Linked DNA regions of Aedes albopictus: region 1 is linked to region 2. The links are chromatin contacts, called in public Hi-C maps. All regions are on one chromosome and are shown on one strand. The core of a region is the stretch at or near the end of the contact, and the rest is flanking DNA. Distances in the headings are between cores, read along the strand shown.

The links. A called contact is a pair of places that touch in the nucleus more often than the background predicts.
Region 1: a contact with region 2 is called in a Hi-C map of embryo, with 8 times the contacts expected there. The contact joins the promoter of LOC134284116 here to the promoter of LOC134289550 in region 2. A contact is called at or near these places in 3 of 3 Hi-C or Micro-C datasets (embryo, whole body and whole pupa).

The regions. Positions count from the first base shown.
Region 1 is chr3:84,487,530-84,494,513 of AalbF5, reverse strand. LOC134284116 (TATA-binding protein-associated factor 172) reads right to left here and starts at 5,402. Exons shown (of 7, transcript XM_062842421.1): 1 at 4,746-5,402.
Region 2 is chr3:83,639,700-83,646,906 of AalbF5, reverse strand. LOC134289550 (arrestin domain-containing protein 2-like) reads left to right here and starts at 3,768. Exons shown (of 2, transcript XM_062855508.1): 1 at 3,768-4,076. The coding sequence starts at 3,938. The region is part of intron 1 of LOC134289551 (arrestin domain-containing protein 3-like); the gene reads right to left.

The DNA.
Region 1 (6,984 bases), core at 4,153-6,652, 850 kb before region 2:
ACAAATTATGCAGTTGTTTAAGCAAATAAAAAAAGGATAATCCTTGGAGGTCGAAATTCTCAGAGAATACACTATGAATATTTGATTTACGAACTTATTATTTGTGGATTTCTTTGTAATATTCCAAAAATCTCTTCTAAAAATATATTGGTAAGCTCGTTTGGGAAACTAATAGGCAATAACAGAATGCCCAGAAAAAAAACATTCCGGATGAACTTCTGGTGAAATATCTGGATAGATTACTCGTGAAAGAATTTTGGAAACGATTTCTAGGGAAATCCTCAGTGTAGTATTTTTTATGGTGATTTTCAAGATATTTTGATAGAAAACCAGTGGCGAACTTTATGGTAGCGTAAATGGCTACTGCAGGAAGTCAGGCAAGTTACTTAGGCTGAAATCGTAAATTCTAGGAGAAATTTGAGAGATCAAAGAAATCTTAGATTTTGTCTGATAATCGTCTAGCATTCAGTTATTTCATCAGCGATTGCAATATGAAGTACTCAGAGATTATTTTTTCGGATCACATTTTCAGATATGACAGGAATTTCTCCAGGAATTCCTGAAAGATTAGTTTTTGAGAAATTATTTCCTTCAAAATGTAGAGGCAGATTCATTATTTGGGAATTATTTATTTCCATTAATCTTACAACTATATTGCTCCAGATGCTTCTGAATACTCACGGTAACTCTCGCGAGAATTCCAATTGGTAGTTTAACTAGAAACTATGAATACTCGAAATTCTCGAGAATTTGCTGAACCAGGGAATTATGCTAAAGCTTCACCAAAAAGGGATTTTGCCGATAACTTACTCCGGTTTCCTCCGAACATTTTTATTCACAAGTTCAACAAATGAGTACATCCAAGAACTTCATGAAAAACAACAGAAATCTTTCGAATAAAATATTAGAAATATTTTTATGAACTACAATAGGCGTGCTTTGCGGAATTCCATCAGATACTAAAAATCCCTTTTAAATATTCTTTCAATTGTTTTTCACTGACCATTTTTAAATTGTAAGAATGTTTTCACCAGAATTACTAATCCAGAATTTCATCATTTTTAATTGTAATTTATTCTTGGGGAAATTCATTCATTGATTCAAAATTTTATCAGCATCCTATCCAAATTTTCCAGACTTTTCGCTCAAAGGACAAAGGCTACATCAAGTATTCTCCTAGAGATTGTACAAGGATATTTTTTTAAAAAGAGGTAATAATTTTTGTTATGTTTTAGAAAACTTTTATAGGACGCTTGATGTTTTCAGGACCATGTACATCCTGAGATACAAGTGACATATGAATCTATAAATATTTGAATGTGTCTCAACCAGTCTTTCCACCAGAATGTTCTTTAGAATATCTTTGAAAATGTTCAAATTGTGATGTTAGGCAACATCACTGTGATTAACTTTATAATAATTTCCAAGAATGGTTTTTACGCCAGTTCACCTACTATGTTATATGGTTCAACAGCTGTTGACTGCTTTTCCCACAGATTCTCGTACTTATGCTTCTGGAGACTGAACAAATTTTACAATTTTGGAAATTCCCGGTGGCTAGCAACAATTCCCGAGGTTTTCCCGACTTTTTCCCGGTGGTTTCGAATTCCCGAGCTTTTCCCGGTTTTCCCGAAATTCCCGACTGGGTGGCCACCCTGCAGGTCAGAACCTGTAGGCGATGCTCCAAACCAGTACATCCAAAGCAGAGATGTTTGGATGTGAGCGCACCCGAAACCCAAACAACAACTACAGCACCAGCAGCAGCAGCAGTAAGTGCCCCATCAAGCGAACCGATATTCACCGAAGCTGATTTTCCACCGATGTGCAGTCAATCCAGCGAATCTTCCCCTGATGTAAGTGATTCTTTCATCGAGATTGTAGCAAGAAGCAGACGTAGGGGATTCTGGGGTAATACGCACCAGTTAAGGAAGATGCGTCCAAATGCATATAAAAGGGCAATAATTTATTGTTTTAATGCATGCATTCTTTGCAAATACTATCATTCTAAGCAATATCGAACAAAATTTCAGCCTTCATATAGTTCAGCTTTTGAAAATAACGTTTTTTGTAAAGACCAACATTACGGCTTCGTATGATTATGCGGGGCAGTATGCACCCATGCTCGGGGTAAAATGCACTACAACATTGGGGCAGGATGCACTCAAACAAAGGGGCAAGACGCACCACAACATTGGGGCAAGATGCACTGTCGAGTTTATAAATATTTTTCCTTCTCAAAGAAAGTGCATGTTTTCTATGGTTTTAAGACGATTAATAGCTCAATTTCATTTGCGATTACTGACAGAGTACTCATAGATATTATTACTGCTTGTTTTCTATAGGTGCGTTTTGCCCCAACACATGGAGTGCATATTGCCCCAATCAAGAGTAAAAAATAAAATTGTTTAAAATATATAATCCACGTACATTACTGTTTAAGTTATTCTTCCTACGCTTAGTATTGCCCTCAATCAGCTAAATAAACACAACAGCTCAAGATATTTGGTCAGTTTTCACCATCAAATCGTTCGATAAACGATCGGGAAAATTACATCAGAAACCTGCTTTTTGATGTTATTATTTTTTCTCACTAATTACGTAACGCAGATACGTAAAATTTTTCAGGTGCTCATTTAAAGGGACGCTCTATTTGACTTACAAGGTTTCAAAGCCCCAAAATCGATAATTCCTGAAAAATCAAGGGGGTGCGTTTTGCCTCGACGGTGCATATTACCCCAGATGCCCCTACACTTGCCGAACAAGAGACCAAAACGACTACCATTTCAACGAACCAAACCGAACAGCAGAGCACGAATGAAGACGACGACGATGACGACGGGAACGACAGTTCAACTTCACCATACGAGACCTACGATGGCACCAACAAGCGGCGGCTGTCAACGAAGCGTAGGAAAGATAAAAAAAAGTTGTGTGCAACTCAGGAATCACAGAATGGCTGTGATTCGAACTTGTCTACTGAAATGTGTAAATAGTAAATTCGGCCCCGTTAAGTTTTTTTGGCGCATGGGCCTACCAAATAAAGAGATTTAAAAAAAAACTAAAACTGTAACAAAAAATACAACGGTCTAATCAAAATAATAACCTATTTCGTTATTGTATTTCTTACGAATAATCAGACTTTGGCGACGAAATTGAATTCGCCATATTATGGTGCTAACCTAACATTTATGACACATTTTCGCATTCTTTCCCCGATTCAGGCGAAAACATAAACAGCTGGTAGCCGAGAACAATAAGGATGAACGTAAACATCGGGCCCATATAGCCGAGGCGGTAAACGCACGGGTATTCAGCATGACCATGCTGAGGGTGACGGGTTCGATTCCCGGTCGGTCCAGGATCTTTTCGTAAAGGAAATTTCCTTGACTTCCTTGGGCATAGAGTATCTTCGTGCCTGCCACACGATATGCGCATGCAAAATGGTCATTGGCAGAGGAAGCTCTCAGTTAATAACTGTGGAAGTGCTCATAGAACACTAAGCTGAGAAGCAGGCTTTGTCCCAATGAGGACGTTACGCCAAGAAGAGAGAGAGAGAGAGAGTAAACATCGGTGAACCAGATTGTTTTGTGGTGTAAACATGACCAGCTGGTGGACCGAGAACAAATGACCTTAATAGTAAACATTGAGACGGCCGGCGAAAACTGTCACATTATCGGGCGAGTTTCAAAAACCCTGAGACTGAGAGTGACAGCGAAATCGAAAGCGAAACATGAGTACGACGAAGTTTATTGCATCGAAGTCTAAGTCGAAAAAAAATCGCAATATAATCATAACAAAATTATAACACAATATGATACAAATTTTAGCTCCAAGAAAATTAGTTTCTATCATATTTTGATACAATTGTGTAAAATGATGTTCTGAATGTCAAAGAATCAGAACTAAATTATTTCAGTATTTGAGTTATTGAACAACATTCATAACATAATATGATACAATTGAGTTATAATATTTTTAAACACCAATTATGTTAAACATGATTATATCACAATGAGTTATAAATATCATGGTTTGTTATAATTATGTTATATTTTTGTTAGAATCTTCTAGTCGGGCAGTGATTGTGTCGAATGTTTAATTTAAAGTAAAAGTAAGTAATATTATGTAGTTATCAAACAATTCTTAAACCACAACATAAACACAAATCACCCCTAACCTGTGTTGCAAAGCGGTGATGTAAACAAAACAAAGCCGTAATATTAGTTGTTTGTATTTTAAGGACAGACTTGTTAGAAACCCAAAATGGCCACAATGGCCGACTTTGGCACCTACTCACGATCTCGAGCGCACAAATCTCTTCATAAACAAACCCAGCGCACCTGAGTTTCTTATTTTAAGCTTATTACAAGTGAGCAAGAACATAATAATAAAATGCACTTTTGTTTGAAGATTTGTGCTTCTGAAGTTTTGATGCGATGTTTGAGCGGGATTTCAAGACGTTTGTCCTTAAACACTTCATATACTGTTTCTAGAATAATTGAAAACAGTACCGCCAAACGTTGTGCCGCTTTCGCATGGAACGCTCTCTATATTAAATGCTATTGGATGGAAGAAGAATGGAGCAAAAAAAGACGTAGACTGAAAAATGCACACGCACTCACAAACGTCGTCATCACACTGACTGACTGACTGACTGTAGAGACACACGGCAGACATTGGACGATCGTGTTCACCCTAGGTACTAGATAGGAGACGACGACGACGGAAAATAAGCAACGACCTACCTTTCCTGAGTCCTTTTGCAGCTGCGTGTCTGGTTTGTTCCTTCGATTGATGCACTTCCGGTGTTCGCACGGCATCATGTCTCGGTCTAGGATGATCCAATTTTCCCCATTTTTTCACCAAAATCCAAGCGGAAATAGGTACCTGTTTGCCCTTCAGCACAACTCGGGGGGGATCAAAACAGGATCAACCCTTCTTGGTCACACAACACACCTAGAACACTGGCCGATCTTCTTCCGCTCCTCACTTCCGGCGCCAGCTATTTGCTTCGATTTAAATCGCACTTTCGGTTTTCCACGGCCCACTACCGATCTAGTACCACTTCTACACCACCCTATTGCTGCCTTTGTTGCATGTGCTGCTGGAAACTTGCCAATGATAACAGGAGAAGGCAGCAGATTCACAGAACCATTCACTAGAAAATCACAAAACACTGTCACTATCACCGGAGAACCTAGGGGGGAAATTGATTTTTCAGAGAAATCCTGCATCGTCGAGGTTCAAATTTATACTGTTCGCCATTCCACAACTGCAAGTTAATTTCTTTCATTTTTTGTCTCTGTAGTGGTACACCGAGGCGCTGGTATTGGTGAGCTGTCAAAAGGGACGGCTGACAGATCGACGGCTCGTGTGTTGGTTTGTTTACGCCGTTAATTATCAATTTGTTGGCACTAAGCAGCATTTTTCTGTATTCCAAACAATTTTTCCATAAATTGGAACAAATGATTATACCAACAATACATTGCAAATAGCGTTTCTTGATCCACTTCAAGCAAATCAGCCCAAAATTATTAGCTGCTCAATCAAAACAGCTGATCGCTAATTGATGCCGCAATGGCGTATCAGCTAATGACAGCTGGTTGTCATTGCAAGTTTGGCAGCTGTCATGCAAGCGACCGAGGGGACTGCATGAGTTGTTTCAGCAAAAGTTGACCCTTTGTTTCCCGGTGATGGTTAGGAAGAAATTAATCGTTGTACAGTTTTAAATTACAATTATCTTTTTTAGGTTTTGCAACTGGGCGATCGTATATGGTTAGTTAGATCAAATTGGCATTGATGCACACAATAAATTAAAATGAACAGTGTCTTCGACAACGTTTTTGTAAGTTTACCTTCCTCCATGCCACGATTCTAGGGAAGAGGGGGGTTTGTGAAAGTGTGACAAACCATATGTATTAGGAATATGAAAACCCCGAAAAAAGGAGAGAGGGGAGTCGAAATTTTTAAATTTTAGCGTGATATTAATGGATGCTAATGATTATCATAAAACTTTTTCAGCAAGCAGGGGTTATTGTGCGCGGATTTGCAAACTGAAAACGACGAATTGGGATCGTCATTGCTGAAATCGTTGTTCGATTGAAGAGCCAGACAGTTGCCAAACTGACACAACGTTCTGACAAATTTAACGTAGGAGCAACACGTGCGAGAAATTTTCTCTCTCGGTCGGTGTCGTTTGTTTTGATCCAGTCTGACATTTCTTTTATACTGCTTATGCTGCCAGCTGATGGATGAGCGATGTCTTTTTGGAAGAACTTACGGAGATGAAAAGTTTTCGTTGTAAGAATTTTTGGGAAATTTATATTTAATAGTTCAGCATTAATATTTTTGATGAGTGTTTCATAGAAAATCAGTCTACAACTTTTGAAGTTGAAGATGGTGAACAAATAAATAAATAAATAAATTTTCACTATAACATTTAATCTTTTCTAAAAGTCGTTTAAAATAATAAGCGCATTAACTTAGAAGAATATCATATTGTCGGGCCGCCACCAAACCGGACGTCGCACAATCAAGCCACAACGCGACCCAACTCGCGACGTTTTTGAAACATGGCAAAAGTAGTGCGCATCCTTCCCATTGGCGTCAGCGCACTATATGCGAAACAGTTGCGCCAATTGTGGATCAAGAATATGGCAATTTTTGATTAAATGTCTGTCTTGATTCCAACCGGATAGACAATACTAGAACACATGTAAACGCCCCTTGAAATTGAACGGCAATTCCCGAACAGTCCAAGCAAATTCCCTAGGAATTCATGTTCGAAGTAAACCCACAATAATAAATGATATATGTAAATATGTGTATCATGTTTGCCTAATTTTACACCTATCCGTACAAACTATATGAATTTGTCTTTATCTCTAAATACATTAGGTCCACTCTTTTAACCCTTTTAGTTGTAGGCATTAACATCTAAAAAGACTCTAACACCGAATCAACAAAATAAGAAAAAAAAGTTTC
Region 2 (7,207 bases), core at 2,519-5,018:
GATCTTTTCGTAAAGGAAATTTCCTTGACTTCCTTGGGCATAGAGTATCTTCGTGCCTGCCACACGATATACGCATGCAAAATGGTCATTGGCAGAGGAAGCTCTCAGTTAATAACTGTGGAAGTGCTCATAGAACACTAAGCTGAGAAGCAGGCTTTGTCCCAATGAGGACGTTACGCCAAGAAGAGAGAGATCTAGAGAACTTCTCGACCAGAACGAATGGTTTGGAGGAAACCGCAGCGCGGGCGGTAATGCTGCAGTAAGGAACGCGGCAGAACGTGGAACTATACAAACAGAAGGAAAACAGCAGACCCGCATCTTTCGGCAGAAAAAAAGGAAGAAGCGGAGTGCAAGGAAATGGAACTGCTGTGCCATTTACAAGAAACACGGACGTTCTACCAGAAGCTCAGCGCATTCCGCAACGAATTCGTGCCGCGAGCCGAAATCTATAAGAATAAGTTCTGGAGCTTCTTGACGAACGGACGTGTGGTGATTGGAAAGTACAGAAGCAATACTTCATTCGCACTAAAATGGTGAGGGAAGTTATAAGGATTCACCATCTCAAAACTAAGAAAGCTGTTGATAATAATGAATTCGCAGCTGAACTCATCAGGATGAGCCCAGAATACAAGAAACCGAACAGCTACCGAAGGAGTGGAAGTAAAGGGTAAACTGCCCCAGCCACAAGAAAGGAGACCATTTGGGATGTGAGAACTTCAGAGCGATTACCATTTTGAATGCCTACTACAAAGTGCTACCCCAGATCATCTTCCGACGTCTGCAACCTAAAACGAATGAGTTCGTGGGAAGTTATCAATCCAATTTAATCGACGGCCGGTCGGCAACGGACCAGACCTTCACTGCGATCAATTTATGCATCGTCCGCAAAGACATTGATATTATATCCAGAACATTTAGAACAGTGGTAGAGCTGTACTCCCACCTAAAGCGCGAAGCAGCAAAGGTAGGATTGGAGATGAATGCATCAAAAACAAAGTACATGCTAGTAGGCGGAACTGAGCGAAACAGGACAATCCTTGACAGCAGCGTGTTACGATAGATGGGGATACCTTCGAAATGGTGGAGAAACTAGTCTACTTCGACTCCTTCAGTAGGTCGGCTCTAGAGGCACGTTCTCCTCCATTTGGGAAATTTGTGCCTCGACTCCTTAGTAAACTATCTTCATTCAGGGCGGCTGCTTGCTTTAGCCTTAACCTGGGCCCATATTTCGTCTCCACCTTTTCGTAGTGTGTGCTCGACCCACCTCCATTTACGTTCTAGAATTTCTGTTGATATCGATTTATGATGGCATACTGATAGCGTAAATATTCAGTTGATGCAACTTTTGCGCGGATAGGGGTAAGCTTTGAGCTTTTTAGACCTTCTCACGGACGAAATAATGACGGATGACTAGTCTATGTCCTTCAGAAGGACGGCTACAGAGACACGTTATCCTCCATTTGGGACATTTGTGCCATTGGTTTTGTCCTTACTCCGTGGTGAGTAACCGACTTCTTTCCCACCTAGCTTGGATGCCCTTTTGTTGTCGCAATATATGGTGATCTCCTCCAATACTCCCCATAGCTCCTGTCATAGTCCTCGCCATCAAATCGCTAGTGCTGCTGCCTAATACAGACGGCCATGTATTCGGCTTCCGTTGTTAACAAGGCCACTTTTAACTGTCGTTAACAGATCCATGAAATCGATCCTCCTGATTGCATGAAAATGATCCAGCGATGGAACGTCGCGTCTCAACATTGCTTCCCTCAGTCCGCTTCACAGAATCCGATGAAATGTTCTTCTGCTTGCTTGCTGTAGATGAGCTGCAGATCTCACGTCCCTTTTACTAGGTACCGCTAAATACGCTTTACGGCTATCCAATGCATTTTCCCGGGTCACTACAGAATTAATTAGCGGCAAACAAATAGGAACTAAAGACCTCCTATGAACTTCTTCAATTCATTGACCTTGTACTGGCTCTTCGCAAATATCAGAAGGTCGTCGACATATGTACGCGGCCACAATACCACAGTAGACGCACGTGCCAATCCAAACCACTTCAGCTCTCCATCAAGTTCTGGTTCCAGATTTTGCTTGTCTGTTTCAGTACGTACAAAGCTTTCATCAACTTGCAGGCATTTCTCGGACAACTGGGCTGCTGTATGTAGGCTTCATTTCCTAGCTCACCTTGCAGAAACGCGGTCACTGCATCCATCTGGTGTACCTTCAAATCCAGACTAGTGGCTAGCGGCATCAGATAACGGATGGTGAAATACGGGCGAGTACATATCTTCGTCGCTTCATAATCGACGCCCGTAACTTGAGAATAGCCTTTGCGGCCTTGCATCTTTTGATAGATCCGTCGGAGTTTGTCTTCACCTTATACACCCACTTGCAACGGAGAGCTTTCCATCCTTCTGGCAGATCGCTTAACTCCCGGTTTCGGTTGTTTATCAACGCTTGATACTTCTCTGCCATTGCACCTTTCCAACGATCGCTGCTGTGGAGGGAGCGCAGCAGCTTGTAGATCGGCACCGATCAGCGTATCATTAGCATCTCTGAGCTCCTCGGAATCTGGCTCGCTAAGTTCATCTGCGGGGATCGGTCATCCTCTTTGCCGTCTACGAGCTCTTCCTCTGCAACCTCGTTCTGCACAATCATTTCGAAAAGTTCATCTAGAAAGAGATCATGTCATGGCTGACTGCTACGTCTCTGTACGCCACCGAATTTTCACTGAGCATTGATCATTCTGACTTCTCATCCCATTTTGGTCTTTTTTTCTTCCTTTTTTGTCTCCTTCGCCTGTCATCCTTGCCATTTCCGTATCATTCGCCTTACAAAAATGCGTGGGTGTGACAGGTCAGGCCGTTTACCGACGAACTTCTGGAGAGTAACGATACAGGCCGCCGCCGTAACAACTGTCTCTGCCCAGAATCGCTTCTCCAGGCCGGCATCAAATAGCTTGCTTAAGCGCGCTCAACCAAAGTTCTACTCCTCCGCTCTAGTAGGGCACCGTTAGATTACCTTTAATAAACTCATTCTTTTCTGTCATGCTGAACCGAATAGACGTTCTCACCCTTGCTCTTTTAGTCCTTCAGGTTGTTTCAATCAATACAGTGATGGTGCTCCAGAGTTGACGCGGGTGATGCACCGTACCTAGGCGGTTCATGCCGAGATGTCGATCGCTTATCTGTCGTTGAAACTTGAAGAAGTTGTTCGAAGTGCTCTAACTAACGTTTTAGTTGATCATTTAGAAATAATTTAATAGTTTCGACTGTGATTGCTGATTTTTTGGAAAGTTTCTTTCATCCTTCTAAGCAGCTAAAAGGACTATTGTATCGACATTCCGACGATTCGACGTATATTCCGTCTTCTTCAAGCCTCAAAATCTTTGAATAATTTCTCCAAGACCATGCATTTCCATGACACGCTCATTGTCCATGTTGTTGCTAAAACTTTCCATGTTCCAATTCTTGTCCGTTGTTCCATGAAGTCTTGAAGTTTTATATTATTATTTATTTTGTATATAAAAACGTTATTAACTAGAAATTTGCTTATTTATGTGATAAGTTAAAATCTTCACAACATTCTAAGGTTTGCTAGACATTTCTTCTTCTGTTTCCCAGTATCCATCAGATATCTTTTCCATGCCTTCACCCCTCCCGGTCTGAATCCGCTCATGCAGCCAGCCCCCCGTTCACGGGAGTGATAACGCAACATTATCGCCGCGTGCGAGGGAAGATAAGCGTAAACAAATTGTTGCTTCCCATTACAAATAGCAACCAAGAAGAGACCGGACCGAACCGTTGCCAGTCGTCTAGTCCTGTGCAAATCTTGAACCAGTACACTTCGGCAGTAGCTCCTCCAACACCGTTTCTACCAACGCAGCAGTTAGCTAAAACGGACGGAAACGTACCCATCAGACTGTCCGAGGAGGATGACAGCCCAAACGAAGGATTCCAAACACGTCAAGTGCGAAATTCGATTCGATAACAGTTCGTCCGGGGTTTATCGACCGGGAGATACCGTCAACGGGACCATTGTGATTACTTTGGATAAAAAGAAGAAATTTCGAGGTGAGTTGACCTTCGCGTGAAAACGGGGGTTTCTTCTAAGTAGATCAGGTGCAAAAATAGCTGTTACAATTTTGAGGCGCATTATCTCTGTAGTCTGGCAGGCAGAGAGACCCTAATTGGATAGATAAATTTATATCCTGCGCCAAATTCCCGTGGATGTTTATTTAAAAATTTTCATTATAGCGAGTCATCTTCTTGTCTTCAAGGGGATTTGGTACTGAAATTGTTTTTTATTATAATTCTAAAATTGAAACGAATTTAATAGAATTGCTTGATGCTTTATTGATTTCTAGATATAAAAAAATCAAATACTCGGGGTATTTAAAAAAAATCAAGCAGAAAATCACAAACAATGCATACACATCCCCCAGTATGAAGAACTATATCACTAAGAACTTGATGATTTTGTGGCTATATCGGTCTCTTTCTACTCAAAGTATAAGGGAGTAGAGATCAAAGTGGATAATGAAATGATAGATATGATAGATTTCGCTAGGTAGCGAACAAGTGTGAAAATTTTATAGAAGGTGAAATTAGGCAAGTAGGCCATGTATTGAACGAATACATCGAATGCGTGAAACTTCTGCCGTGCGACCTGTGCTTTTAAACAGATCGGCTTGGTTGGTAGTTCATACCACCTTACCAAGACTGGCAAAAGTTTCAGGCACCCGACTGCCTAATGTATTGTTCTGTTTTCATCACAAATTCTATCTTGTTCGCTACCTAGCGAAATCTATCATATCTATCATTTCATTAGGCTATTCCTATCATTGGCACACGCCGTAATAAATACTTAAAATAGTTTTGGCTATTTCTATATTTTTCCTGTAAAGTATGAAAACTAATCAAATGCCAAAAGACATATTTTGATTGACAACTTTTGTCAATCTTCTTATTTTTTTTTTTTAAGAAATAGTTTTCGTTAGGTAGTGCGATAACTGGTACAGGCGCACTATGTTTTTCTAGTTTTGGGACATGATTTTTTGAAACTAGAATGCCAAATATATTTAAGTACTTGCTACCCTAAAACTCTCTCATATTGTAAATCTTCATAAAACTCTGGATTGTGTTCCATTTTTAGTGAAACCTAGTATTTTTATATCTATAGATTTATAGTGATTCGAAAAAAAAATAAATTAAGAAAATGTCTAATATGGGAAAATATTACATTTCATTTAAAAAAATCGCAAATGCTAAAAAAATATGCATCGTTGAATTGTTAATACCTATGTTATATCAAATTTTCTGATTTTACATATTTATTGCTCCTTAACCTTTCAATATATATTTTTCTGAAAACTACAATTCACTATCTTAAAAAAAAAAAACAGAAATTTTAAATCGACCTGATGACTTTTTCATTTTTAATTTTTTTAGTTTTGAAGAACTTTGATTTGTTGGACCACCTTTTCTTGGAAATGGTCACCCTAATGACGAATAGTGATCAGAAACTTCACATATTTTAACACTACCGCTCTAACTAAAGTTATAATCTCAAAGGGAGTATTAGAAAGATGCTTAACGTTATCGTGGCATATCGATTGGTTAAACAAGATCGGAAAAATATCATATTAACTACAAATGGCTAAGTGAGTGAGAAAAATGCGACTTGCATTGAAAACGACATGGCTTAGAAGGGCAGTGTATTTTGGATAATTTTTCAGTAATGAAATATGAATGAGCTTCGAAACTTTTGTGAGCCAGTTTAACTGATTCTGGATCAGCTCTAAACTTCTTTTTCATCATAATAACCTACATACATGTCATAAAAAGATTAATTGCACATCAAATTTCTGAAAATTCATAGTTTTGTTCATCTTTAAACATCTTTAGAGACAATATAAGCTAGAGACAATATAATCCACAATTTTGGAAGACATTTTTGAAAAGTTTCCTAAAACATCAATAATCGGAGATATACCTACTTCAAACTAAACTTAATGCCTATATTTTTTTTAAATGTCGTGAAATTCTTTTTCGAAAATATTAACCTTCCGTTAGTCATGCGGTTCAATATCACCGCCTTGGTGCTGGCAAGCCTTTTCAACGTTTTGAACAAAAAAAAACAGTGCGACTATTGAAGGGTGAAACACTTTTCCAAGCCCAAAAGTAAAAATGGATCTTATCTCAGTTTTGTTAAAAAGATGGCATTTTTACTGAATTAATGTATTTGACACAGTGTCTACCATGAATATCAGATTTCTGGCAGAAATCGTCAAGAATAGTTTGCTCAATTTTATGAAAAAATAGAGGATTTTTATGTCGTTTAAGTTGACACTCTTAACCTTCCTTTTGCATCACGTTGGCAGCAGCTCGCTGACGTAGTGTTGGGTTTGGGTGAAAAAAAAATGACCCTAATGTCAAAGGAGGGTTGAAGAAATTAGTTGGCAAAATCCGAGGCATTTTTATTTGAACAGATTATAAAAATAATTGTCTAAATCTTTCTATTGTTATTGTTTATTTTAACTTGAAATTTAGAAAGAGGGAAAACCCCCTTTGAGTGATTTCGGCATTTCAAAAACGAAATCTTTCTCAAAGAGGCACAAAACCTCTTTTTCTTTTCAAATAACATTATAAAAATAACTTAAAACTAAAGGCTCACACGGCAATGAACCATAACGGAGCCGCTATCTTGAAAGAGTACAGCATGCCAAATCGTAAAACGAGTCTCCGGAAATCCAGAAATCTTAATGGGGGAGGGGGGGGGGGTGGTCAGGGGGTCATCAGAAACGAATCTTCAAGGCTGAAAATAAAGAATACCAAAAAAAAGGGGGAACAGTATCAAACAAAATAGGCAATCTCATTTAGAAATTTGAACAAAAGTTTCAATATATGTTCATTTTTTAAGCCCAAAATATCCCGTATAGATACAGGAATTGAAAAACCTGCTGCAATTAGGCTATCATATAATATCTTCCTCGGTGCAATAAACCGAGAACAATTAATTATAATGTGATCAATGTCTTCATACGATAAGCCACATTCGCATAAGTTTGAATCTACAATGACTATTACAAATATAATGATTGGATATCAATCTCGAAAAAGCACAAATGAAATTTCTACTCCCAGATACATTTTTAAACCAAGGAAAATGATTCACCTTTGGACATATTGAATGACACCATCGC